Regions from separate parts of the Mus musculus genome. Here regions 1, 2, 3, 4, 5 and 7 are each linked to region 6. The links are chromatin contacts, called in public Hi-C and HiChIP or PLAC-seq maps. All regions are on one chromosome and are shown on one strand. The core of a region is the stretch at or near the end of the contact, and the rest is flanking DNA. Distances in the headings are between cores, read along the strand shown. Region 1 has its middle 42 kb from the start of Gm31715. Region 2 has its middle 37 kb from the start of Gm31715. Region 3 overlaps Gm31452 (a long non-coding RNA gene). Region 4 overlaps Gm31452 (a long non-coding RNA gene). Region 5 has its middle 16 kb from the start of AI197445. Region 6 holds the start of Smim15 (small integral membrane protein 15). Region 7 has its middle 9.7 kb from the start of Gm31803.

The links. A called contact is a pair of places that touch in the nucleus more often than the background predicts. HiChIP or PLAC-seq counts read pairs in DNA pulled down with a chosen protein or histone mark.
Region 1: a contact with region 6 is called in an H3K4me3 HiChIP or PLAC-seq map of neural tube, with 6 times the contacts expected there. The contact joins the enhancer-like site here to the promoter of Smim15 in region 6. A contact is called at or near these places in 12 of 115 datasets of contacts at active chromatin or transcription factors (acute myeloid leukemia, craniofacial prominence, differentiating embryonic stem cells and 9 more) and 2 of 9 other capture datasets (adipose tissue and pancreatic islet).
Region 2: a contact with region 6 is called in an H3K4me3 HiChIP or PLAC-seq map of forebrain, with 8 times the contacts expected there. The contact joins the enhancer-like site here to the promoter of Smim15 in region 6. A contact is called at or near these places in 6 of 484 Hi-C or Micro-C datasets (cerebral cortex, cortical neurons and uterus), 8 of 115 datasets of contacts at active chromatin or transcription factors (acute myeloid leukemia, astrocytes, differentiating embryonic stem cells and 5 more) and 1 of 9 other capture datasets (embryonic stem cells).
Region 3: a contact with region 6 is called in an H3K4me3 HiChIP or PLAC-seq map of forebrain, with 12 times the contacts expected there. The contact joins the enhancer-like site here to the promoter of Smim15 in region 6. A contact is called at or near these places in 2 of 39 promoter capture datasets (embryonic stem cells and hippocampal neurons), 1 of 15 datasets of contacts at CTCF or cohesin (large pre-B cells), 17 of 484 Hi-C or Micro-C datasets (B cells, the Ba/F3 cell line, the G1E-ER4 cell line and 11 more), 23 of 115 datasets of contacts at active chromatin or transcription factors (the 230-238 cell line, the NIH/3T3 cell line, astrocytes and 16 more) and 3 of 9 other capture datasets (adipose tissue, embryonic stem cells and liver).
Region 4: a contact with region 6 is called in an H3K4me3 HiChIP or PLAC-seq map of embryonic basal ganglia, with 7 times the contacts expected there. The contact joins the enhancer-like site here to the promoter of Smim15 in region 6. A contact is called at or near these places in 5 of 115 datasets of contacts at active chromatin or transcription factors (astrocytes, embryonic basal ganglia, embryonic forebrain and 2 more) and 2 of 9 other capture datasets (adipose tissue and embryonic stem cells).
Region 5: an H3K4me3 HiChIP or PLAC-seq map of neural progenitor cells shows a contact between it and region 6, with 5 times the contacts expected there. The contact joins the enhancer-like site here to the promoter of Smim15 in region 6. A contact is called at or near these places in 4 of 39 promoter capture datasets (the 3T3-L1 cell line, the SN4741 cell line, hippocampal neurons and 1 more), 3 of 484 Hi-C or Micro-C datasets (bone marrow-derived macrophages and embryonic fibroblasts) and 18 of 115 datasets of contacts at active chromatin or transcription factors (cardiomyocytes, craniofacial prominence, differentiating embryonic stem cells and 15 more).
Region 7: a contact with region 6 is called in a Hi-C map of nephron progenitors, with 2.3 times the contacts expected there. The contact joins the enhancer-like site here to the promoter of Smim15 in region 6. A contact is called at or near these places in 1 of 484 Hi-C or Micro-C datasets (nephron progenitors), 7 of 115 datasets of contacts at active chromatin or transcription factors (T-cell acute lymphoblastic leukemia, embryonic basal ganglia, embryonic forebrain and 4 more) and 2 of 9 other capture datasets (embryonic stem cells and liver).

Annotation. Positions count from the first base shown.
Region 1 is chr13:107,166,999-107,170,250 of GRCm38.p6, forward strand. No RefSeq gene overlaps it. Among named protein-coding and RNA genes, the nearest start is that of Gm31715, 42 kb to the right of the region's middle. Within about 2 kb of position 1,828, at least 135 of the 459 cell types and tissues checked have an H3K27ac peak or open chromatin away from gene starts, as enhancers often do. A contact at or near this core is called in craniofacial prominence, embryonic basal ganglia, embryonic forebrain and 3 more, where this site is marked.
Region 2 is chr13:107,245,813-107,249,025 of GRCm38.p6, forward strand. No RefSeq gene overlaps it. Among named protein-coding and RNA genes, the nearest start is that of Gm31715, 37 kb to the left of the region's middle. Within about 2 kb of position 1,324, at least 34 of the 459 cell types and tissues checked have an H3K27ac peak or open chromatin away from gene starts, as enhancers often do. A contact at or near this core is called in cerebral cortex, cortical neurons, embryonic forebrain and 2 more, where this site is marked.
Region 3 is chr13:107,100,155-107,103,230 of GRCm38.p6, forward strand. The region is part of intron 4 of Gm31452 (a long non-coding RNA gene); the gene reads left to right. Among named protein-coding and RNA genes, the nearest start is that of Gm41051, 20 kb to the right of the region's middle. Within about 2 kb of position 1,622, at least 105 of the 459 cell types and tissues checked have an H3K27ac peak or open chromatin away from gene starts, as enhancers often do. A contact at or near this core is called in the 230-238 cell line, the Ba/F3 cell line, the G1E-ER4 cell line and 6 more, where this site is marked.
Region 4 is chr13:107,071,826-107,074,907 of GRCm38.p6, forward strand. The region is part of intron 1 of Gm31452 (a long non-coding RNA gene); the gene reads left to right. Among named protein-coding and RNA genes, the nearest start is that of Gm31452, 9.7 kb to the left of the region's middle. Within about 2 kb of position 1,641, at least 122 of the 459 cell types and tissues checked have an H3K27ac peak or open chromatin away from gene starts, as enhancers often do. A contact at or near this core is called in adipose tissue, astrocytes, embryonic basal ganglia and 1 more, where this site is marked.
Region 5 is chr13:107,483,884-107,487,298 of GRCm38.p6, forward strand. No RefSeq gene overlaps it. Among named protein-coding and RNA genes, the nearest start is that of AI197445, 16 kb to the left of the region's middle. Within about 2 kb of position 1,903, at least 65 of the 459 cell types and tissues checked have an H3K27ac peak or open chromatin away from gene starts, as enhancers often do. A contact at or near this core is called in the SN4741 cell line, bone marrow-derived macrophages, embryonic limb bud and 2 more, where this site is marked.
Region 6 is chr13:108,043,024-108,045,978 of GRCm38.p6, forward strand. Smim15 (small integral membrane protein 15) reads left to right here and starts at 1,451. Exons shown (of 3, transcript NM_001048250.2): 1 at 1,451-1,463. It overlaps Gm41055 (a long non-coding RNA gene), which reads right to left and starts at 1,448. Exons shown (of 5, transcript XR_003950673.1): 1 at 1,183-1,448.
Region 7 is chr13:107,512,631-107,515,852 of GRCm38.p6, forward strand. No RefSeq gene overlaps it. Among named protein-coding and RNA genes, the nearest start is that of Gm31803, 9.7 kb to the left of the region's middle. Within about 2 kb of position 1,336, at least 4 of the 459 cell types and tissues checked have an H3K27ac peak or open chromatin away from gene starts, as enhancers often do. A contact at or near this core is called in nephron progenitors, where this site is marked.

The sequences.
Region 1 (3,252 bases), core at 578-3,077, 880 kb before region 6:
GACACCTAGGTGGGAGTATTTAGCCTTGGCTCCGTTGTACAAACATCACTCTAGCCCTGCTAAATCACTTTGCCGAACAACGGGATCAGTCCCAGATCTGCCACCCCTCTGACCTGGTCACCCCACCCGTCCCGGCAGAGAATCCCTATCTTATCTCTTCATATTATTCTCAGCACTGTTTTTTATTATTCACTGAAAGTACAATTGTAGCTCTGTTAGATTTCACTCTAAGAATGTGCAGCTTGGCCCTCTCCAAGACCTACAAGGAAGGCTGGGGGTGACTGGAGCAACTGTGCTATTTGTCTTACTTGTATCCAGAGTTAGCATAGCCTCGTGGGCCATAAGACCTAGAATTTCTAGCTGTGGGAAGCCCAGACTGCTCACTTCCCACTTAGCCCAGATGTTCAGCAGTTTTCACTCTCTAGCACTTAGACATGGTCAGGTGGCTTCTATAATCCCGCATCTATAGATGAGAAAACAGCCGGGAGGCTGTATAGCTTGCTCGAACAGCCAGTTGAGGGGAACAGTGAGAAGCCCTCACATCCTCCAGCTCCTAAACCAGGTATTGCTCCTCTATTTCGTGGTTCTCAACCTTCCTAATGCTGTGACCCCCTAAATACAGTTGTGGTGACCCCCAATTATAAAATTATTTTCCTTGCTACTTCATAGCTATAATTTTGCTACTGTTTTGAATCATAATGTAAATATCTGATATGCAGATGGTCTTATGCAACCCCTGTGAAACAGACCTTTGGCTCCCAAAGGGCTCATGACCCACAGGTTGAGAGCCTCTGTTCTATATGATAGGTGACAAATTAGTGTCTTTTTTTTGACTCCACACTCCTTTTAAAAGCTTTCAGAAATGGGAAAAAAATCCTGCAACCCTTTTTATTTAAAAAAAAAAAAAGACAAAGGCCTATTATTTCTCCATTTAATAAAACAATTTCTGCTACATGTTGAAGTCATTCAGAGTCAGTAGTAAAGCGTGTTTATTCTCAGCCCTGCTTCCTAGCCCCAGCCCTCAGGACTGTGCCCCCATGAACAGGAGTGACTGCTAATCACCATGCTCCAGCTCGCGCCTGCTTCGAAAACAGACGAGCCTAAGTCGGGTGAAGCAAATGGTCTGTTCTAGAAATTGTGAATGAGAATGAATAGTTGGTTCAATTTTATGGTTCATTTGAATGGAGGACAATTAAGCTCTGGGGATATAGCCACCATGTTTGGCTATTTGAACATTAGACATGATCTGGAGAAAGAAGCAGAAAAGCATGAACAAGCAAGAAGCGGGAGAGACCATGCAGAGAAAGAGGACCTGAACTCAGCAGCCAGCAAGAGCGGCTGCCTAGGCCGATATCTGTGGTTTAGTGCTGTCTCAAGAGCAGACACATTCTGGATGTATTCTTGCCTGTGGATCATAATGAGACAGTCTAAGGCTCTCCCCAATACATTGCTGGTTTCATGTAAATTATGTTGAAGAGTCTCTCATTCAAACAGCTTGGGCTTGGATGTTCAGGGGACCACTTTCTTGAATTATTTGCTCTAAGCATTTCTGTCTTTGGCTGGGCATAGGAAACATTCTATTCCAGCCGGTGGCTCAGCCGCACAAACGCTTGGCTGAATACATCTTCAGGTATCCAATTCCCTGGGTGTATCTCGGCTCAGTTGTACTGTCAAGGCAGCACTTCTCAGCGGTGCCTAGCTTCACCTTTCTTTTCAGTCCGCAGCTCGCTGAGAGCCACATCCAGCCTGGCCCTTGGGTGCTCTGTCCTCACTGACCCCCACGGCTCCGCTGCTTTGTGCTGCGCATGCCCGCCCCTTTCTCTTCCGCACTCATGCTGTTGCTCATTGTTTGCTAATGACTAGTTGGCAGGCAAAGGGAAGTGGCAGTCGGCCTGGCTCGCAGACTGGAAAGGAGCGTGTTTTTCTGAGAATGAAAACATTATTTGCTAAGAAGCACGTTCCAGCACTGACTCTTTCACTTTCAAAGTCCTGCTGGGCTCCTTCTGTCTCCAAGTGTCTGCACTGTCCCTTGTCACTTCCTCCCACCTCCTTCCCAGATGGAGACTGGCAGGGCCATCATATCTGGAGCCGGGGCTCCTGCATGACAGGTGTAGGCTCTAGGGGAGAAGCTAATAGGCTCTCTAGGAAGTGAAATGAAGACCAAAATAATGGGCTCTCCTTGCCAACCTTTGACACGTCTTGGGTTTTTCTAGAAGAAGCCAATAATTTGTGAGAAGATACAAGGTTCTCCGGTAGCCAGAAGTAAGTGTCCTAAGCCTGCACGATGAGCTTGCCTCACAGACTTGCTATTTGTTCCAGAGGAGGGCAGACTCTGACACCATTTCTCTGTATCTTCCTACACTCTATCTTGTTCCTCTGGAGGGCATAAGTCATAAGAGCAGGCCTTCTAGAAGCAGCCCTGACGGAGGTCAGGCTGTCCCTGACACCTTGCAGGAGGTAATGACGAAAATGTTGTCAATAATGTTAATCATTCATTTTCCCATTTTTAATCACACTCTACCAAGCCAGTTTTTAAAAATCTGCTTAAAAAAAAAAAGTCAGGCCTTTGGAATTGTGAGGCTCTCTAAGTGCTTCTCTGTCAGAGTAGGGGGCTGCCCCCCTGACTCCTCGTTCCCCCTTTAAACCACACAAAAGCCCTAAGAAAGCAAATGACTTTAAATATCCACACTGTTTTCTATGCATCCATAGCAACACAACAACAAGGAGTTCACCTGTTGAAGACAGTCAAAAGACATATTGGTAAATGCAAGCCAGGTACTGTCACAGAACATGGGTCAGTGGTGAGAGTCTAAATGGCTTTCGGTGACTATATTTTTTAGGCTTCTCGCCCCAGGATGAAGTGACAAGAAAAAAAAAAAAGCAACAAGGGCCTCTTGCTCACGAGGAGCAGTGGGTAATATATTTGTTTGTATTATGGGATTGCAGTTTTACTAGAAGGAACACTTGACATTTTGATGAGTGCCTCAAGGGATAAAAGGTACTAACTTCAGAACTTAGTTTTAATTATACTAAGGAGATTACATTATTCAAAAGCATCCCACTGGTAAGGTGCAACATTTCCTGAAACAGTTTAGTGGAAAATGCCACATTAATCAGTCCAATATTTCACTCAGAGGGCTTAATGATGGGAGAAGTTTAAAGTACTATAGCATTTGATAATGTAGAAGGGGGAAAAAAACCCTGAGTGTTCACTTGAGGAAAGGCTGGAATAGTTGTTAGTCCCTCTTGTGC
Region 2 (3,213 bases), core at 74-2,573, 800 kb before region 6:
TGGCTGGCATACCCTGCCCTCTACCCTGAACTCTTTAGCTCAGGGGCTGAGCTGCTCTTCCCTGTAGAATCCAACCATTTTGGTTACCGCCCTCTTTGTACCTCTGGGCCTCCTGGCTGCTGTACCTGGCTCCCCCTTCTCCCATCCCCTTTCTGTCTCCCCATCTGGCAAAGTACAATCTGGTCAAGTCCATTCTGGAATCTCCCGGATGTCGCCACCTCTGGCGATGCCCTCCCATAGATCTACAATACAGTCCTCCTCTGTCATGCCCAGGAGCAATCATATCCTTTCCTTTTTATTTCTTTTCTTTTCTTTTTTTTCATTCACTGTCAAAGGTTAACTAGTCTTTTCATAAGAGACTGGTTGTCGTCCCGGAGTCCGGACAGTTTAGGGGGCCCAGAATGGCCTCACAGGTATTTCAGAGCACTGAGCTCGCATCAGTTGGTCTTGAGTCCAGGTCAAAGGCTCAGATGTGGATTCATCTGGGAACCGGTTTAGTGTACCCCTCCCCCAGGCCCAGTTCTGTTTTGAGTGCTCTGAATCTGTGCGACTCCAGTTTTTAATTTTCTTCTTTGACAAACTATTTGTTGAGGAGAGAATTTTTTTTCTGAAGTTCACCAACTTATCAACATTATTATAGGGTTTTTATTGTTCTTAGAGTAAAATAAAGCAGAAAAGTTTTAAAACACATAGGCCTTAGGATGCTGGTTTTATGATTTTTTGTGTGTGTGTGAAAGTTTTAAAAATCTATATATGTATACATAAGGATGTTTGAATGGTGCTCAGAGAATAACAAATGGTGGATATTGGTGGGTAGTTGAATTCGGAGTGATTTTCTTCCTATTATTTGCCCCTGTTCCCCACATTTTAAAGTCTACTTTTTGTAATGATGAATATAATGTTTATAAAAGCGATAGATTTGTCCCTTGCTAGGAGAAAAGCAGCTGCAAACAACCGTTTCAATGGCTCGTTCTCCACAGTTCAGTAGAAAATTCTAGCTTATTTCTTCTGTTCCTTTGTCTGTATAAAAATAAAAATGACATAAATACCAGCAACCAACTCCAACAATGCACATGTCCCCGTGGTTTGGAAATGTCTTGGAGGCTGCCAGCAGTCACCTTCCTGGGCTGCGAGGGGCAGGTCGCTTCTCCATCAGTCTTTTTATTCTTGTTTCCCTTCATCTTCAGGAGTGGAAACGCACCAGAAGATAACACCTCTGCATGTTCCTTCCCCATTCACTCGCTATTCAGGTGAGGGTCTGTTTGTGTCCCAGGAGTTGTCTCATTTTCGCCTTCATTTTGCCAGCTCCAATCCGTCATTTGCACACACAATGTAGCCGCAGAGGATGGGGGGTGGGGCGGGTGGTGCTGGGAACTGCCTTTCCCCACCACAGAAAGAGCTCTTTCACTGGCACATCTCTCATTTGCACAAAAGTTACAAAAATTATATTATGTCTAACAATTTTCTGCGAATAATTTCTACTGAATGTGTGAAACAACGGCTCTTTCCCACTCTAAAAAGCAGAGAGAGGCAGAGCGAGCGAGTGAGCGAGCAAGCGAGTGAGAGAGAGAGAGAGTGTGTGTGTGTGTGTGTGTGTGTGTGTGTGTGTGTGTGAGAGAGAGAGAGAGAGAGAGAGAGAGAGGGAGTCGATCTCCTTTTTTTATGGGCGCCAAAGCAAAGCATGTGTGCTCTATTTGGGGAATGCAAATGCCTCTAGCAGCCTTTCTTACACCAGCTCTCAGCAAGTGGCCATTTAGGCTTAATTGCTCCTCACAGCACAGTCCAATTAAGAACGGGCATCAGTGTGGTAAGGGCTATTTGTTAATCCATAAAAGGTATGAGAGGCAGGGCTTGTTTTGCCTGTAGTTTTTATTCACATGTTTGGGCGAAAATCTAAACAGCTGGAAACTCTCTGCAAGTGATATGCGTATGTATTTGTCTGTCAGTCTGCCTGTCTGCCTGTCTCTGTCTCTCCCTCCCTCCCTTGCAAACAAACCTCAAACAAACAAACAAACCCCAAACAAAAAACCCCAACAAACAAACAAACAAAAACCAACCCTCCCCCTCCCCAAATATCTAAACTTTTCTTCCAGTACAAAGAAAACTGCTGTGGAGACATTGTTGAGAGCTACCCAAGTCTAAAATCATGGTGTAGGTAAGGGATGTAGAGGGGATGGAGAAATGAGGGGGTGGGGCTCAGAGCTGGCCAAACTGAGGGAGTCTCTGAACCCAAGGTGTTTTTGCAGTGTGAAGACAGCTTTAGCTCCTTGGAGAGCAATTTCCTTATCAAAGTGCCAAACTCGTTGAGTACAGGACATTAGGGACTTCTGTTGTTTAGCATTCTTTTTTTGACAGTTTTGATTTTTTTTTTTTTTTTTTTTTGGAAAACTGTCTTTTTGTACATCATTAAGATGTGTACAGGAGAACTGCCACTCCTCACAAACTCGGCTGACAAATGAGGCGCGTAGGTGTGGAGCCCCGGCTGGTGTGATTCAAAGCAAACAGGCAAACTGGAAGAAAAATACAGCCCGCACGTCAGTTAAGTATTTCCAGCTAGCGCAGGACACTCTGCTCTGCGCTTTTTTCTGTAGGTGGAAGAACCTAGTGTCAGCCCTTCTAAGGGACAGGGCTTCCCACAGGTCCAGAGGCTTAGCTCTTCAGAGGAGAAGGTCAAAGAAGGCTTTGCTTGTTTATGGTACCCATGAAATCCCTATAGCCCATGCCATCTAGGAAAGTCATACTCCAGCAGGGGCAGACATTTGAGGAGGTGGAAAAGAATGTTTGATTCTCGTGGCTGATAGGTTTTTGTCTCTCCAGGTTTTCTTTTCTCTCCCTGGGTGATGCAGATATAGGCCAGATTAGACCAGATTTAAAGTAGATAGAGGCAGGTTTATTAGGCGACAGCTCTCTGGTGGGTTCACGGATCTCACAGGTGAAGGTCAGTGAAGTCACATATCCAGGTTAAAACAAAGGGGTTTTACAGAGTTTAGGCGAGGAGCGATGACACGTTAGTCCGGACTACATGTTAGTCCAGCCTTTTCTCCAAGTGGGCAGGGTGGGGTGGGGGTCGGGGAGGGCAGATGGGGTTTCCCAGCTTGTGCAGATGAGCAGAGGTTCGAGCCTAACGGGGGCAACAAAGAGTTTTACTCACAGCATGGGCTTCTTTGCTTTTCCAGAGTAAAGCAAGACTGGATACCAAATATCTATGTTTTA
Region 3 (3,076 bases), core at 372-2,871, 940 kb before region 6:
CTGACAGCATGCCTCAAATTCACTCCGGAGATTTATTTAAAAGGCAGATATTTTACAACCTCCTACTCAGAAAATTCTTAAGTCCGCAAGGCCTAGGAATCTGCATTTTAGAACTGAGCCCTAGAGTGACCATTTAAATAGCATCATCCCCCTAGTGGTGCATATTTGAAATTGCAGATGAAGCAAATTTGTAGCAGTTTATGTTGACTTTTTCACATACATGTATATTTTATGTGTAAAGTAATATTTTACACCTATAAGGACACTGGCTATAAGTAATCTAACTTTAAGGGGTGGAAGCTCTATCACCAGTAATTATGGTGATTATGTGGAGACAGCTCTCAGAAATATTAACATGAAAATGTGAGCTTGGTAAATAGTAATTAATCGGTTATCATGATGTTAGAGAACAGTATTAGCTTTGAAACCACAGCCTGGTTGACTATTAGGGTGCTATGAAATTAGTATAATTGCAACAGTGCAGGCAAGATCAAAAGATACTGGCTTTTCCTAAATGTCATATAATGTTCACAGGGACACCTGCAGCTCAGCTCAAACCACCCAGGACAGAAGATCGACCCAGTCCCCAGGGGTGTATATTCCCCTAGCCAGGATAGAGCAAGTTCTTGTTAGAATGCTAGTAGTTTGTCATTTAGGGTTGAAAATGTCTCCTTCAGAGTCTCAGCCCACACCAGTTCTCTTACACCAGTCCCGTTGTTCCGTAGTTCCTGGGGCTCAGAGGCCTTCCACCTCCCCTGGGCTTGCAGTAGTAGATGGAAGGTCAGGGGCAAGGTAGGGGCGGAGCTCTATCTGGGAGGACATACTGTGTCTGCAAGCAGGTGTTCTGGTAGATAATTCTGGCTTTGCACTCGGTTTGTTTGTTCTCAGAGTCTCCCAGAGTTTTTCTTATACACCCACCCCATGCTTTCCCTCGTTTGGCACAGACCCACTTTTGAGTTAGAAGATTATCTAGTCCAAATCACTTTCATTCCAGATGAGGAAGCAGCTGTCACAATTGCGGAAGTTCCAGCCAGCAGCAGACAGCTGTCTGTCTGGTGCTGATATCTTGGCATGGACCAATAGGACCCTCAGGTCAACTTCTTTTCTGAAGCTATCTTTCAGCAGTTGTTTATTCTCTGATCTCCCTCTATAACAGACCTCCCATCCCTTTCCCGCTCATTGTTTGTTTGTTTTTATTTTGTTTCTTTGAATCTCTGTCTCCCCTTCATCTTGACTAGCTGTTTAATACATGAAAAACTTGAGAAAAATCAGGCTTTATTCTAAGAGAAACCCAAATGAAACCTCAGCCATCAAACCTTCACTAACTAAATTATGCAGTGTTTGTGTCACCTCCTGATTTGTTTTTGTGGGTTAAGCCTCTCAAAGGGAAAAAAGGCTCATTTGTTGCAACCCGTAGGAGAAAGACTTGGAAGGAGGAAATAGAAAACAAGAGGTAAGCTGAGCCGAAGGATCACATATCCAGCGAAAGGAATACGAAATGAGAATCTGGACATGCCCGCGTGTATTTTTCCATTTGGAAACAACGCGGTCACAACTGGTGTATTTACTGTTTCCTCTAGACTCACTTGCCCTTGGGGGTAAGTACTCTGCAAGAGACGCTAGCCTGCCCCCTAGTGGCTGCTGAGGACATGCACTCGTATCCCAGGGCTGCGGCTTGACTGTCCGCAGAGAGAAGCTGAGGAAAGTCACTCTGAGAGGGAGCAACTCTCCTGTAAATACAGTAGATGGAGACACACACTGAAAGACTGGATCCCCATGAGCCTCGATTTCATTTGCTCTGAGAAACTGTTCAGCATTCTGAATTGTCGAAGATAGATAGATTTGAATTTAATGTATGCATGATGCTTCATGCGACCAGTGTTTGATTTGTAAAACACAACAACAAAAAACCCTAATGTGAAGATTTTAAGTACAAGCGGTACCTGAATCTGCTGACCTTTCACACTATTAATTTGTGCAGAGCTTTAGCGTAGGAGGAGACAAGGATACAGAAGTTAGGGAAGCCCAGATCCCGTTCTTTGGGACCCTCTGATGGGAAGGAACACATATTTGCACATAGTTACAACACATGGCAGAGGTACAGCCAGAGAGGCGACATGTATGCCGATGTCTTATTTAATATTTATCATGAAGGTTTTTATATTGTAAATTAAGTGCATTTATCTTTTGTTATCTGAGAAGAAATCTGTAACAGTGGATTTCTGTGGCGTGCAATAAAGACCTTCCTACATAGGAGGAGAAAGTTCAGAAAGGTCAAGTAATTTGCACTCATTGAGCAGCAGAGAAATATCATCCCTGCGATTCAAATTTGGCTGTCTGCTTTTACTGTCGGCTCAATTAACTTTGACAGAGCTATACTGAGAGCCTACCCGGCACCAGCTTTGTGCTGGAGGTGTGAAGAGGAAGATGCCATTACCGGTCTTAGGGTTAGTGTCCTGCAGGGAACTAGACTGTGAAGAAAAACTTGCACTCTGTTGTGACTGATGCGGTAGTGGACATGCGCAGATTTTACCTCTGGAGCCCAGTGGCAGGCCTTCTGTCACCTGATCCCGATAACTGACTGTGAGCGACTGATTAGGAATTTGTCACTTGGCCTAAGGCAATCATATTTAAAATAGATCTAATAATGGGTATCTGCCCAGGAGGTTAGACCACTCATGGATGACAGCCAGATGTGTCAGAGACAGCAGCCAACAAGAGAAACTCAGAAAAGTCCAGAATCAAAGTAGCAAGCAAGCAAGCAAGCAAGCAAGCAAGCAAGCAAGCAAGCAAGCTGGTGTGCCCGAGCATGGATGGCATCCCTGCATTTGGGAGACAGAGACAGAAGTTTAAAGTCATCCTCAGCTACATAGAATAGTGGGGAATCAGTGTTGGGAAACATTAAAAGCAAAATGAAACAAAATAAGTGGAGGGAGCAGCTGAATTGGTAGGGAGGAAGGCAGAGGCTAAAGAGTGTAGACTGTGGGTGTGGCCCTCACATTCAAAGCTGCTTCCCTATGGGTGTGGCGCTACAAGAGCAGGCGCATACCTGCCCAGATGGACCCTGTGCGTCCTC
Region 4 (3,082 bases), core at 391-2,890, 970 kb before region 6:
AAAAATCAATAGTACTAGTTACATACAGATATATTAATATCTCTTGGCTTTTACTTTAAAAATTATATATGGTGTGGTGAGATGGCTCCGTGGGCAAAGGTTCTTGCCATTAAGATTAGCAACCTGAGTTCAGTATCTGGAACCCGCATGATGGAAAGAGAGACTGGACTCTCCCACTTGTACTGTAGTGTGCTCAAACTCTCCCAACAAAATAAAGAATAGTTAAAAAGCTAAGAGTAAAACCTGTCAAAAGTTCAGAGGCTATTTAATTTTTAAAAGTTATATGTATCATAAATTATATGAAGATTATATATATTATAAAATTAGTTTCTTATGATTTTATGATATATAGTATTTGTTATATGTAACACATAATTTATGTAAATTACACAATTGGAAATCTGTAATATACTTCACATAATCTATCATTTTAGATATAAGTTTCTATAGCTAGATAAATTATAGATCCTATAAAAGTAATGATATTTAAATTATAGATACTATAACATTTTATTTGTAATAAAAAGTATCTGATGCAGTTTGTAAATGGAAAAGGTAATGGTGTTGCTGGTGGGGACTTTTGAGTGAGGAGAATGTTTGCTCTCCATGGAGGCCCTGACAGAATAGCCACAGGCATTTCATACTCATAAGAATAGTTCACGAAAACAAAACGCCCACACCCCAACCCAGGAGCAGACAGCGCTGTACACAGGGGCGGCCAGGGCTCTCCTCCTTCTCAAGCCAGGATTAGGAAGCAGAGTTGGGGGTTGAAGGGTCCCTGTTAGGAAAGCCAAAGAGAGCCCAGCAAACTGATTGTCAACATATGGGTGAATAACAATCTGCTGACTTTGAAAAACTAGCTATAATCCATTTCACATAATGCATGCGAAGCACAGCAGGCAGCGGCCCATAATGGAAGGATTAGTTTTGGGCCTTAGGATAGTTTTTAAAATTCACAAGCTGATAGAATGTTACACCCCATATGGATCCAGATTATTCTCATCGGGGAGTTTCCAGGACTCCCTTCCCTCCTACAGAACTCTGGACGTTCCTAGTACTAGAGAGACAGCTTCCCCCATCCATCAGGGCTGCAGCTGGAGATACTCCCCGGTGATAGGTAGGCAGTAGCCCGAAAGTACCTTTTAAGAATGTGAATAGATTTGTAAAACCTCTTAGGTCATTTTCTCATTTTTCTGGTCTCTAAGCCGCTGTGCAGCTTTCCCTTTCTTGTGCCTATGACAGGCACCCTGCTAAAATCGTCCTGGATGCATTGCTCCTTGCAGATTTTAATGGCTTGCCAGCGTGGCAGAAGAGGCTGCCCACGTGACCGGCATCACTTACAGTCCTTCCCTGTTTGCTCCCACCTGCCTGCTTCAATTTGAACCATTTTCCTGCGTCCGATTTGTCTGTCTGCCCTGCTTTTTTATCTTGTCCCTGCCTCCCTCTCCTAATCGGCTGTCCTTGCAGGGTTCCTTTTGACTTTCGTAACAGGGAACCTTTCAGCCCCAAACTCTGTTGATCTAATCCTGGCTTGAGAAGGAGGGAGCAGCAGCTCTGACCGCCCCTGTGTACAGCGCTGTCTGCTCCTGGGTTGGGGTGTGGGCGTTTTTTTGTTTTTCCGTGAACTATTCCCATGAGTATGAAATGCCTGAACAAAGCGGTGATTTAGCAGGCCTGGAATCACACACTGAGCTCATAGCAACCTGCTCCTAGTAGCAACGGGAGGATTAGAAACAGTCCCCCACTAAGTAGCTTTGAGTCAGGTGGAAATGAGAGCAATGAGTCTGGGTTCACTTTGCTGGGAATGGTAGGCTTACTGCCCTAAAGAATGTGTCCCCCGCGGGGCACATGTCACCAAGGAGAACCGTACGTGAAGCCTGACACAAAGTCATAAATGTCCTTTAAACGCGAGAGGTATTTTTTGGCATTTGTTCTTGTACACGAGTATGAGCCTTGTAGGAGGTAATGTCATGTTTCAGTGTCAAAAGGTCGGACACGCCTGCTTTAGAGTACTGTGGTATTGTCCACCCCTTTAAGAGGCAAAGCAAACATTGGTTTCTAGATTCCTTGTTAGTCTTTATGTTATTGGTAATGCTGATGTCTGAGTTTGCAAGTAAAACTTAAAAATCACCTCCTAGAGAACTTTGTAAAACAAAGCTAAAACAAGGTACAAAGAATCAGACAGAGAGCTAGGGGTGGTGGCTCAGGTCTGTAATCCCAGAACATGAGAAAACAAGGCAGGGTGACTGCTGAGAGTCTGAGGCCATGTTGAGTTACATAGTGAGTTCAAGGCCAGCCTCAGACCACATAGCAAGGAATTGTCTTGTTAGGGAAAAAAAAAAAAAAAAGTCAGGGAAGGAGGCCAGATATCTATAATGATAGCCATAATGATAAATTAGGAGTGTGTAAATTAAATGAATTATACCTGTCCCCACCTTGCTTCCAAGTTTATGCAACCAGGCTATGATTTATTTATTTAGCTTTTGCACAATTACTGAGGAAATTGTGCAAAAGCTAAATAAATACTCCTAGTCTAATTTCCTATTTGCTAGATTGTCTACTTTCCCAGCCATGCTCCCCAAGAACTTGCTGTTTGAATCTTCCAAGTTATTTCTGTTCGAGCAGTCTGTCCGGGGCTGGAGGGCGGGGGGGGGGGGTCATTTCACTATGTCCTGTGCTGCTGGTCCCCCACGTCTAATGGAGACTTCGTATTCTCTACATCTTTCCCCTCATTCACTCTCCTCTTTTTCCTTTCTCCTCCTCTTAGTTGTCCCTACCTGTGACCCCAGCCCGGTAACTGAAAACCCACCTACCTCTCTTCCCTCCAGTCACTGACTATAGTCATCTTTATTTAACCAATAGTTTTAAATTAGGGGGCAAGGTTTACACAACAAAACCTGGTGTACTGGGAGTAGTCTTGGGGCAAGCAGATCTTGGGGGTACAGAATTTAGCATTTGAATATGTAGCAGCACCCAAGCTAACCCCAACAAGAGTGTGCTAGATATCTTTGGAAAGGGTAGTTGATTGATTGAGATTTAGCTTAATTTGATTTTTCTGTAGAAGCTAGAGTTAGGTGATAGG
Region 5 (3,415 bases), core at 653-3,152, 560 kb before region 6:
TTCAACTTTGGTCTCCCTAAAATAGCCCACTCCCTTGGTGCATGTTAAATATAATTCAATTTACAAAAATTCGATTTGCATATAACCTTTTCTGCAGCACATCCATTGTGCAAAGCAATGTACACTTGTAATTGGCTGCAAATTGCCAGGAGACCACGCTTGCACATATTGTTCCTAGATGTGCAATTTTTTTTTCTTAGTCTCCATGGGATAAGGGGGGTGGAGCGGCTGAAATTCCAGTTGTTCATCTGATCCCATTGGCTATGCTGAGGAGGGAGGTTTGTCAATTATTCGGAGGCTGCACGTGCTAGTGCAAATCAATGCGGTGCATTTAGAAATGGGAAATAGGGAGAGGCTAGGCCACTGAGCCTGGACTGCCTGGCTGCGGTTGGTGACAACTGAGGATGCCGGCAAGCCCTCTTTATCTCAGTGCCTGACAGGTATCAGGAGGAGAAATGAAGCAGAGGACAACTCACAGTAGTGGCTGGGCTATCAGTCGTCCCCCATGAGATGAAAACAGCAGAGCTGAGTCCAGTGACCTGGGCCATGTGGATAAAGAGAATGAGCCCCAGCTGCACCAGTAGCTCCAGTGTCCTGCCCTGGGAGCCTTCTGGCCACAGGAATGTAGCCAAGGCATTTAGCAAAGAGCAGGACGAAAGTGTGTGTGGGAGGGAGTGGGGGACATTTTCTCACGCATCGGCGTAAGAGGCACAAGTGGCATCTTTTTGCAGCAAATTAAATTAAACTAGATTATTGCCGATGATGCCAAGTCGCATTTAAAACCCTTTCCAACCTGAATATTAAAAACCCTGCCTGGCACATCCTGCTCTCCTTTCAGAGATAAAGCTCAACTCGCACACAGGCTGCTGCCTTGCCTCACTGAGCCTCACTCCCCGCCTCTTCTGATTAGGCCTCTCTCCCGTCTCCCCTGGGATTTCATCTGGGAGGCTAACAGCACTGGTTCCCCAGGCTAGCCTGCAGGGTGTGTCAGATACCTGGGGAAGAGTCAGGCCCCTCCCTCTAGAGACCTGGGCTGTACCGCCAGAGCTTGGAAGATGTTCTGAAAGGAGCCTAGAGATGCCTACCTAGACCTCATTTTCTTGGTACTTTTTTTTTTTTTTTGCTGGAGGGAAAAGCTCCTTAGGCCCCCATGTAGCTGAGAAGTCTCTCACACTGCAAGTTCAACTCCCTGAAGGCAGTGCTTGGCTCCTTCTGGTTTTAAGGTAGGTGTTATAAATTGCCTGCCATAAACTCCCTGGAAGCAGATGAGGTACCACATCAGCTAATAAGCAACAATGACTTGACAACTGGAGTTTCTGCTCAACCAAGTAAGAACACTGAAAACTCACAAAGCTGTGCTTGTGGTAGCTGCTTTAAAGTTCTATTTTTATTTATTTTATTTATTTTTATTATTTCTGGAGGGGTTGTTTTGTTTTGCTTTGCTGTGGGGACCAAGTCTCATTCTGTAGCCTAGACCGACCTAAAATGCATTATGCAGCTGTGGCCTTAAACTCAGGGCAATCCCTCTGTTGCAAACTCCCACGTGTTGAGAATTATAGGCATGAGACACTATACCTGAGTCCCTGGGAAAACTCATCTCAGCCCACTTCCAACATAAAATTGTTTATCTGGGCAAATCTCCTTTTTCTTTTTTAGTGTGGTAGGGCACCATACGACTCTGAGCCATTGGCACAGGAGTCCTCACACTGGTGCCCTTAGAGGCAGATCACACATTGCACTGGGCAGTGCTGGCCCTGGGAAGAATGGGGCTAACATGTTTTTAATTAAGTTTGATTTCAAGGGAAGGAAATGGCTTTGTGAGCAAGCCCACTCAGTTCTTATACATGGTTAGCTCCTGTGCTCAGCGCTATCCTGGACAATACACACAGGCTCTAAGTAATTGCCCCGCTCTGACTCACAGGCTGAGAGTGGAAATGAAATCACAGGATGAGCTGGCAGTGCCCAGTCCCTTGTTGTCAGAGTAAATGGGAAGTCCCCTTCCCTGTCACCAGTGCTGCTGATACATGGGCATGACCAACAGCTGGGCAGGACAGGTCAACAAGGGCAACCTGTAAAACTAACAGAAGGCCAGAGCCACTGCCTGGTGGCCTGCATGGGCCCTTTGTGTGAAGGGCTGGAAGTACTAAGCCCTGGCAGATGCAGGCATCCTGAGCCCCTCTCAGAAGACGCTCCTGTACTCTTTCTATTCACATCCAAGCCATGTTGCTGAGACAGTAAGTGGCTGCGGAGGAGGCTGAAGTAGATGAGGTTGTGCGTGTCCCTTCTGTTCTCGGGAAATATCAGTAGGGAATAGGAGAATAAGGGATAAGTCATGGTTTCTACAGAGACAGTTATTTCCTATGCTTGCTTCTCCTTTCATATGTACCAGTATATTCAACAAAGCCTGCAAGACCTAAGTGGAAGGACCTGACCCAGCAGAGGCCACTGTATCACGAAGCAACAGTGACCAGGTCAAAGTCTTCCACCAAGGTTTTAGAATGTGGAAAGCCACCACTGGACCTTTGGGTGTCCTCTCTATTTATCTCCATTAGGGATGTAGACTCCAGGATCTTCTGGGTTAAGTCCTTGGAATTTTATTTGAAGAAGCCTTCTTTCTTTCTTTCTTTCTTTCTTTCTTTCTTGCTTGCTTGCTTGCTTGCTTTCTTGCTTTCTTGCTTTCTTGCTTTCTTGCTTGCTTGCTTGCTTGCTTGCTTGCTTGCTTGCTTGCTTGCTTTCTTGCTTTCTTGCTTTCTTGCTTTCTTGCTTTCTTGCTTTCTTGCTTTCTTGCTTTCTTGCTTTCTTGCTTTCTTGCTTTCTTGCTTTCTTGCTTTCTTGCTTTCTTGCTTTCTTGCTTTCTTGCTTTCTTGCTTTCTTGCTTTCTTGCTTTCTTGCTTTCTTCCTATCTACTAGATATGTTAGCAACACAGACATGGTGCATTTCAGAGGTTTCCTCTAGCCAGCTTTCTTCGGGAGAGGCATAGAATAGAGCCACAGAAAACTGGAATAGTGACTCATTATGGCTAGTGGAAGGGGATGTTTAAGAAATCTTTTTCTGAGTCAGGTGGTGGTGGTGCACGCCTTTAATCCCAGCACTTGGGAGGCAGAGGCAGGCGGGTTTCTAGTTCGAGGCCAGCCTGGTCTACAGAGTGAGTTCCAAGACAGCCAGGACTACACAGAGAAACCCTGTCTCTAAAAAACCAAAAAAAAAAAAAAAAAAAAAAAAAAAAAACCAAACAAAAAACAAAAAACAAAAAAAAACAACAACAAAAAAACTTTTCTGGGCTGGAGAGATGGCTCAGTGGTTAAAAGCACTGACTGTTTTTCCAACAGTCCTGAGTTCAAATCCCAGCAATCACATGGTGGCTCACAACCATCTGTAATGGAATCTGAGGCTCTCTTCTGGTGCATCTAAAGA
Region 6 (2,955 bases), core at 201-2,700:
CAGGCCCCAGTAAGGCTGTCCTCCATGGCAACCTCTATGCTGTTCTTGGGCTTGCACAGGCCTGCCTAATACACCAGAAGAGAGAGCCCTAAAATCTGAGTGTGAAGGCTAGGTCTCCAATAGCCAAAGAAGCTTGCTGCTTTCTTTCTCTCCGTTGTAAGTGTGTGTACTGTGCACGATTAGGCTGGTGCACCCCCTCCTCAGTTCCTTCCTTACGGTACTGCTTCCTTTTATTCCCAAGACTTGCGGGGACCCTGGGTCCTTTAGAGATAAAACAGAGCAACACACTGGGAGGCAGAACTTGTGAGGAACCATCTACTGAAGTGAACATGTCACGGATACAAGCCGGTTATGGATACAAGCCGGTTATGGGTACGCTTGTTTGTACAGGTTTTAAGCAATCCTTCAGGCTTTCACACAAGAATAAGAAAACCACGGCTGCCATTACAATATGCAGCCATTAGCATATACCCGGGTAGCAGTATTTTAGATCCTTAGATTAGCTGCCAAAGTCTGCTCCTTGGTAAATAATGGTTACTGTTGTTATACTCTAACTACTCATACATGTCTCGGCTTGCTCCTCAAAGGGAACGCTCACAGTCTCTCAGGAATAAAAACTTGCTTTATTTGGCACACAACAGCGAGGAGGTCTTGCAACATTCGCCAGAGGCAGTCAAACAGAGCAAGTAGTTCAGGCAAGCAATCACAAAATTTGAGCACCAACCAAACCAGAGCTAATCTTTCCGTCCCTGTAGATTAGGAGACCCATTTAACGCACCCCTTTCTGCTTGTTGACTTTTTGAAGTCCTTTATTTATGTATTGCGATCTCTATGCCCTGACAGTTTAATTATTGACAGTTTACTTTGGGGCAAGTATCGACCATTCCTTTGTGAAGTAAGTTAGGCTCTTAAATGAAAAACAAACAACGGAACCTCTTTCCCACAGCGTGGCAGCATTTCCCCCTGCTACCAAGGTTCACTGGACACATCCCAGCCGGGCTGCTGCTTGGCCAAATCTTTAAATATTTAACTATTGTTCAACTCTACAGCATGAGTGAGGGGCGAGTTAGGGAACACGCCAGTCCTTCCACGGCCTCGAGAAGGCTCTAAGGAGACTGCGGGGTCCCCCTCGTGTCTAGCTGCGGCTCTCTGGGCTGAGAGTCCCCTGGACGAACTCCTCACCCACTCCGTCTCCTCGCCGGCGTCCCACGCAGGACGCGAGGCCACGATGCCCCACCTGCAGCGCACACGAAGCGGCGCGCGGCAGCATCCCCGACCGCGGACACGAAGCCTCCGCGCCTCGCCTCGCCTCGCCGCGCCGCCCCTCCCCGCCCTCCCGCTATGGCTCTAGACATTGCGCCGCCGGAAACCCGCCCGCCACTTCCTCATCCCGCCCCGCCCCGCCCCGCCTTCGGGCGGGACCTGAGCGGAGCGGCTTCCGCTTTCCACTTTCCTGCCTGGCGGTGAGTGGGAATGGGAGCGGGGATCCCCTAGGGCTGCGGTGGCTTGCTGTAGCCTAAGCTGAGCGTGTGGCCGGGCTCTCCCGGCTCTCTGAGCTCCTGACCGCGGGTCCTGCCCGGCTTCGCTCGGCGGGGCGGCGTCCTTAGCCGGTGAGGCCGACTGATGGCCGTGGACATGGCCCGGGGCAAGGAGAATGCTAAGCGGGGAAAGTTAGGAGAGAAGCTGTAAGTCTAGAGACGCCTGGTGCAGCTCCGGGTCCCCTAGGCTTTGTGAGGTGAAGGAATGTGCCTGAAAGTAAGGCGAGGATGTTTTGGTGCGAGACTGAGGTGCTCTCGAGATGTGTGGCCTGTGGACCGTAACTTTGCCATAGCCTAGTCATCAAGTCGCGCTAGTCTTATTTGCAAAGTTGGGCGGATTTCGCAGACTTGTATTTAGTTCGTTACTGGACTCGAGAAAGATCGATCTTTCTTGGACCTTCCTGCAAACTGGTTACAACTGGGCGAGGGCGTAGCGACAAGGGACTGGATGGTTAACGTCTCCAGAAAGTTTAATGTGCTGAAAGTAGGGGCATGGTTTCTGATACAAATACGGAGATAGCATGGGGACATGGAAGTTAAATCCAGTGATAGTTTTCTTGATGTGACGGGTTGTGGGTACCATAATTATTTTGGTAATTCTTTATTTTCTTGTAAGGTACATTAATTGAACTACAGACCACAAAACCTTTAAAGAGCAAAGCATAGTGTTTGACTTTGTAACGATGTACCCAATCCAACGAATAAATGAGGATTCTTAAGTACAAGCAGTTTAAATTCTTGGTTGGTCAGCGGTGGAGCATCTGTCTACTGTGCTCTACTAGGCTTTGGGTTGGATCCCCAACAGTAGACGCAAAGATTAAAAATCTTTATGGGTATGGTACCTGTAACATGTCAGCCAGCCAGCTTGATTTTTTTTATGTTAGTGAAAGTCATTATTATTCAGACAAAACTTTAGTACTCAAATAATTTACGTAGAATACTTGGCTTCTACGAATTAGAACTCTTATTTTGGGACATTTGCAGTTGTAATTTAGGGAGAAATAGGTGTTAAGAGGCTATACTATTATAGAAAGATGTTTTTACTTGTTTGTGTTTAGAGGAGAATTTAGAGGTTTTTTTTTTTTTTTTTTTTTTTTTTCCATTTCTAATCTTACTGTAAAGGTATCTTTTATTCTCCTGTTGTAATTGTCATCTTTGAGGCTTACTGCTCAGTCTGCTAACCCAGGCCTAGTCCCGGAAGCTTCTAGCCTCCACACAATCTTATCTAGGCCTAGAGTGTTTTCAGCTTCTGAGACTTATTGCTGAAAAGCGCATCCTTTCTTGTTCTTCCTGTGTGCTGGCTAACTCACTTACTCAGCTAGCTGTTCTAGCTCAAACTCCTCGCCAAGTTGACTGATTCAATCTGGCTTCTCTTTCTCCTCTTCTGAATTGCTCTGCTTGACCTCAGACTCTAGCA
Region 7 (3,222 bases), core at 86-2,585, 530 kb before region 6:
AGACAGAATGAGTATGCTTGGTCTCTCTATTGCTCAGCTTCTCACTCAGTAGAAAGATCCAGCAAGGTTCCTTGGTGGCAGAGACTCATGTCTCCATCCCTAAATCATTTCATTCTCCCATTAACCAGTTGCTTAGACTCCTGCTCGGCTTCTCATCTGGGACTTGGAAAATGATGGTTATCAGAAGGAAATCAAGGTACAGTTACAAGGTGAATGGACACTTCGATGAGGCAAAAAAAGTCTACCACCCAGAATTGCACTGCACAGGATTTCCAGCCCAACTAGCAGGTTGCTGGTGCCCAAAATATGCCTTGATTTTTCTAACACATCTACCTTTTAGCAAATCACATCATTTAAAAAAAATTTCTCTTTAATCCTTTTAGGTGGTCTAAATATTATCTTCTTTAGAAATTAAGTAAAACAATAAACTCAAATCTATGTTTAAGGAGGTCTGATGTGTCTACTTCTTCCTTTAAATAAATGCAACACTTCATGTCAACATAACCTTTAGGAAACCATGGGTGCTGTTAAAGACTACCTAAAATTCCTTTAGGGAAGCCACTGTGTCCTGTGTGTGTATGTGTGCATGTGTATGTGCGTACATATGCATGTGTATGTGTGTATGTATGCATGTGTGTGTCAGTGTGTGTAAGCATGTATACATGTGTCTGTGTGTGTTGGGGGATGCCTTGCATTTTGTGCCCCTGTGTGAGGTTAAAGAACAATACAATTGTCAGTCCTCCCAGGTAACACCCATGTTGTTTGTTGACCCACTGTCTCTCACTAGCATGGGTAGGCTGTCTTTTCAGCATGCCCCACTGATCTGCCTGTCTCTGTTTTCCCAGTACTAGGATTACAGTCATGCACCACTACACCCAACTTTCCTTGTGTGGGTTTTGGGGGGTGAGATCAGGTCCCCAGGCTTTTCCAGCAAGTACTTATCAACTGAGTTTGCTCTCTCTCTCTCTCTCTCTCTCTCTCTCTCTCTCTCTCGCTTCTATTGTGCACCTCTTTTTTGTCTCTTGATACCTGATTTACATGTTTCTATTCCACTTGATTTACATGTTTCTATTCTGTCTTGCTCTGAAGAGGGTTTAAGGTATGCATATGCATCACAAAGTCGAATGAAGCTAAAACATGAGAGAGGAAGATTCTTTGGGGAATCCAGTTCCTGTCTAAGAAACTTGACTCCTGTGAAATTTCCTTGCTGTGTAATACAGAAGTACCTGTGGCGAGTGAACTGTCAGCCCTCACTGTTCCAAGTAGTTCAGCTCAGGTTCCAGACGTAGGAATACAGAAACCATTTTAGACAGTCCGGCTCAGAGCATAGCCAATGAAGCAAAACAGAGAAATCTGAGAAGTAGCCAGAAGTTAGGATCAAGGGATAGGCTAAGCCTCCCTTGGTGTGTCCAACCATGTTAGCCGTTTCTGTTGAGGCTTCAAACTTGATGAGGTAGATATGAATCCTGCCCATATGTCCTAATAATTCTAGACACAAAATCACATTCAAGGCACCACATCAGGCTTAGAGGTGGTACAGGGTTGCTAAGTTCTGTGTTTAACCCTCACGGAGTACAAAAAACAAAGTTCTGAGGAAACAGAGAGCTCAGATTTGTACCTAGTAGTTCTGGGATAGAATAACCCAACTTCGTTTCTTTCAGCTGGAAAACTTGCAGAATCCACGGACTCTAAAAAGTATAGAGACAAGAGTTTGAAGCACATTCATTTTTCCTGGTCTTATTCTTTGATTGGATTCCATGTTGCCCAATACCTGGCAAAGCTGTGCATGGCCCAGCCAACTTGTTCTAGCTTGAACAGCAGGAAAATCTCTCCTAATGCTTGGATAGGAAGATATTTCCTCTATATTTTTGGTTATTTACATTGTCTCATACCCTGCCAAGCAACATGTCATAGGGGTATCAGCTCAGAATCTCATGGGACTAAATCTACAGAAAGATTAGCCCTCTCTCTGAACAGCGGATCTGTAGCAAGATCCTGCTGCATTTATTTCTACATCTGGACCTGGTCACAGCTTCAGGGAGTGCACAGAAGAGTAGGGTATATCAAGCTCTGCACGTCTAATGGAGTTAAAGCAGGAACCTGGTCAGTGGAAAGCCCTGGCGTGATTGCAAGTCTTTTACAACTTGTCCACTTCACCCTGAAGAGCATACCATGTTCCGAGAGAGTGAATCGTGAGACAAACTGCCACCTAGGTTTCTGCTTAGCCAGCAAGTTAGCATACACACAGGACCAATCGAAACGGCAGCACACGGTTTACAGAATCAAAACTGAAGTTGGAAGCTGAACTCACACAAAACCATTTGTCCCGTGTTGCCTAAAGCCAAACCGTTAAAATTCTCTAACAAAATTATCACTGTTCTCCATAGAATTAAAAAAAAACCCAGCGTTTATCACAGTACATTTAAAATATCTAGAACATGATCCAAATTAGTCAGCATACAAAAGCCTGAAAGAAAAAAAAAAAAAAGCAAACAGATTCACTCAACTCACAGGATGTCAATCAATCTATGTCGACGACAACGACAAAATCAACAATGGAAGCAACTATTGTAAAAATACTCCCCCAGGGAAGGGCAAAAAATCTGCTAAATTAATAGAATGATATTCTCAGTAAAGAAATAAAAATACACCTCATGGACATTTTCACAGAAGGAACAGCTACAGGTTAAAAACCCACTTGGTGGGCTCAAGAGCAGATTGAAAATGAAGGAGGAGGGAGCCAATGAAACAGAAGAGGGACTAATAGAAATGACCTTAATACAGTAATGGGGGAAAAGATGGAATAATAATGATATAAAAAAGGATAACCACCAGGATTGTGGTGTATCAAGAGGCACAATATTCCTGTCATACGAGTCTTTGGGGAGAGAATAAAGATTGTGGCTAAAAAATAACAATATTTGAAGAAATGATGCCCGAGAATGTATCAATTCAGTGAAAATCATGATCTACATTCAAGGAACTATGCATTCTCGAGTAGAATAATTAAAAAATATGCCCAGAAATATCATAATCAAACTACTGGAAACAAACGACAACAGAGAAAACCCACCCTGGTAGCTGGACATCCTGTCTCAAGTAGGAAGACCGGATGGAAGTGATAGAGTTTTTCCAGGCACTGAAAGAAATACATCTCAAGGAGAGACTTTCCACCCAGAGAAAATACGCTTGAGGGGTAAGGGAAATAAAGGGATCCTCCCA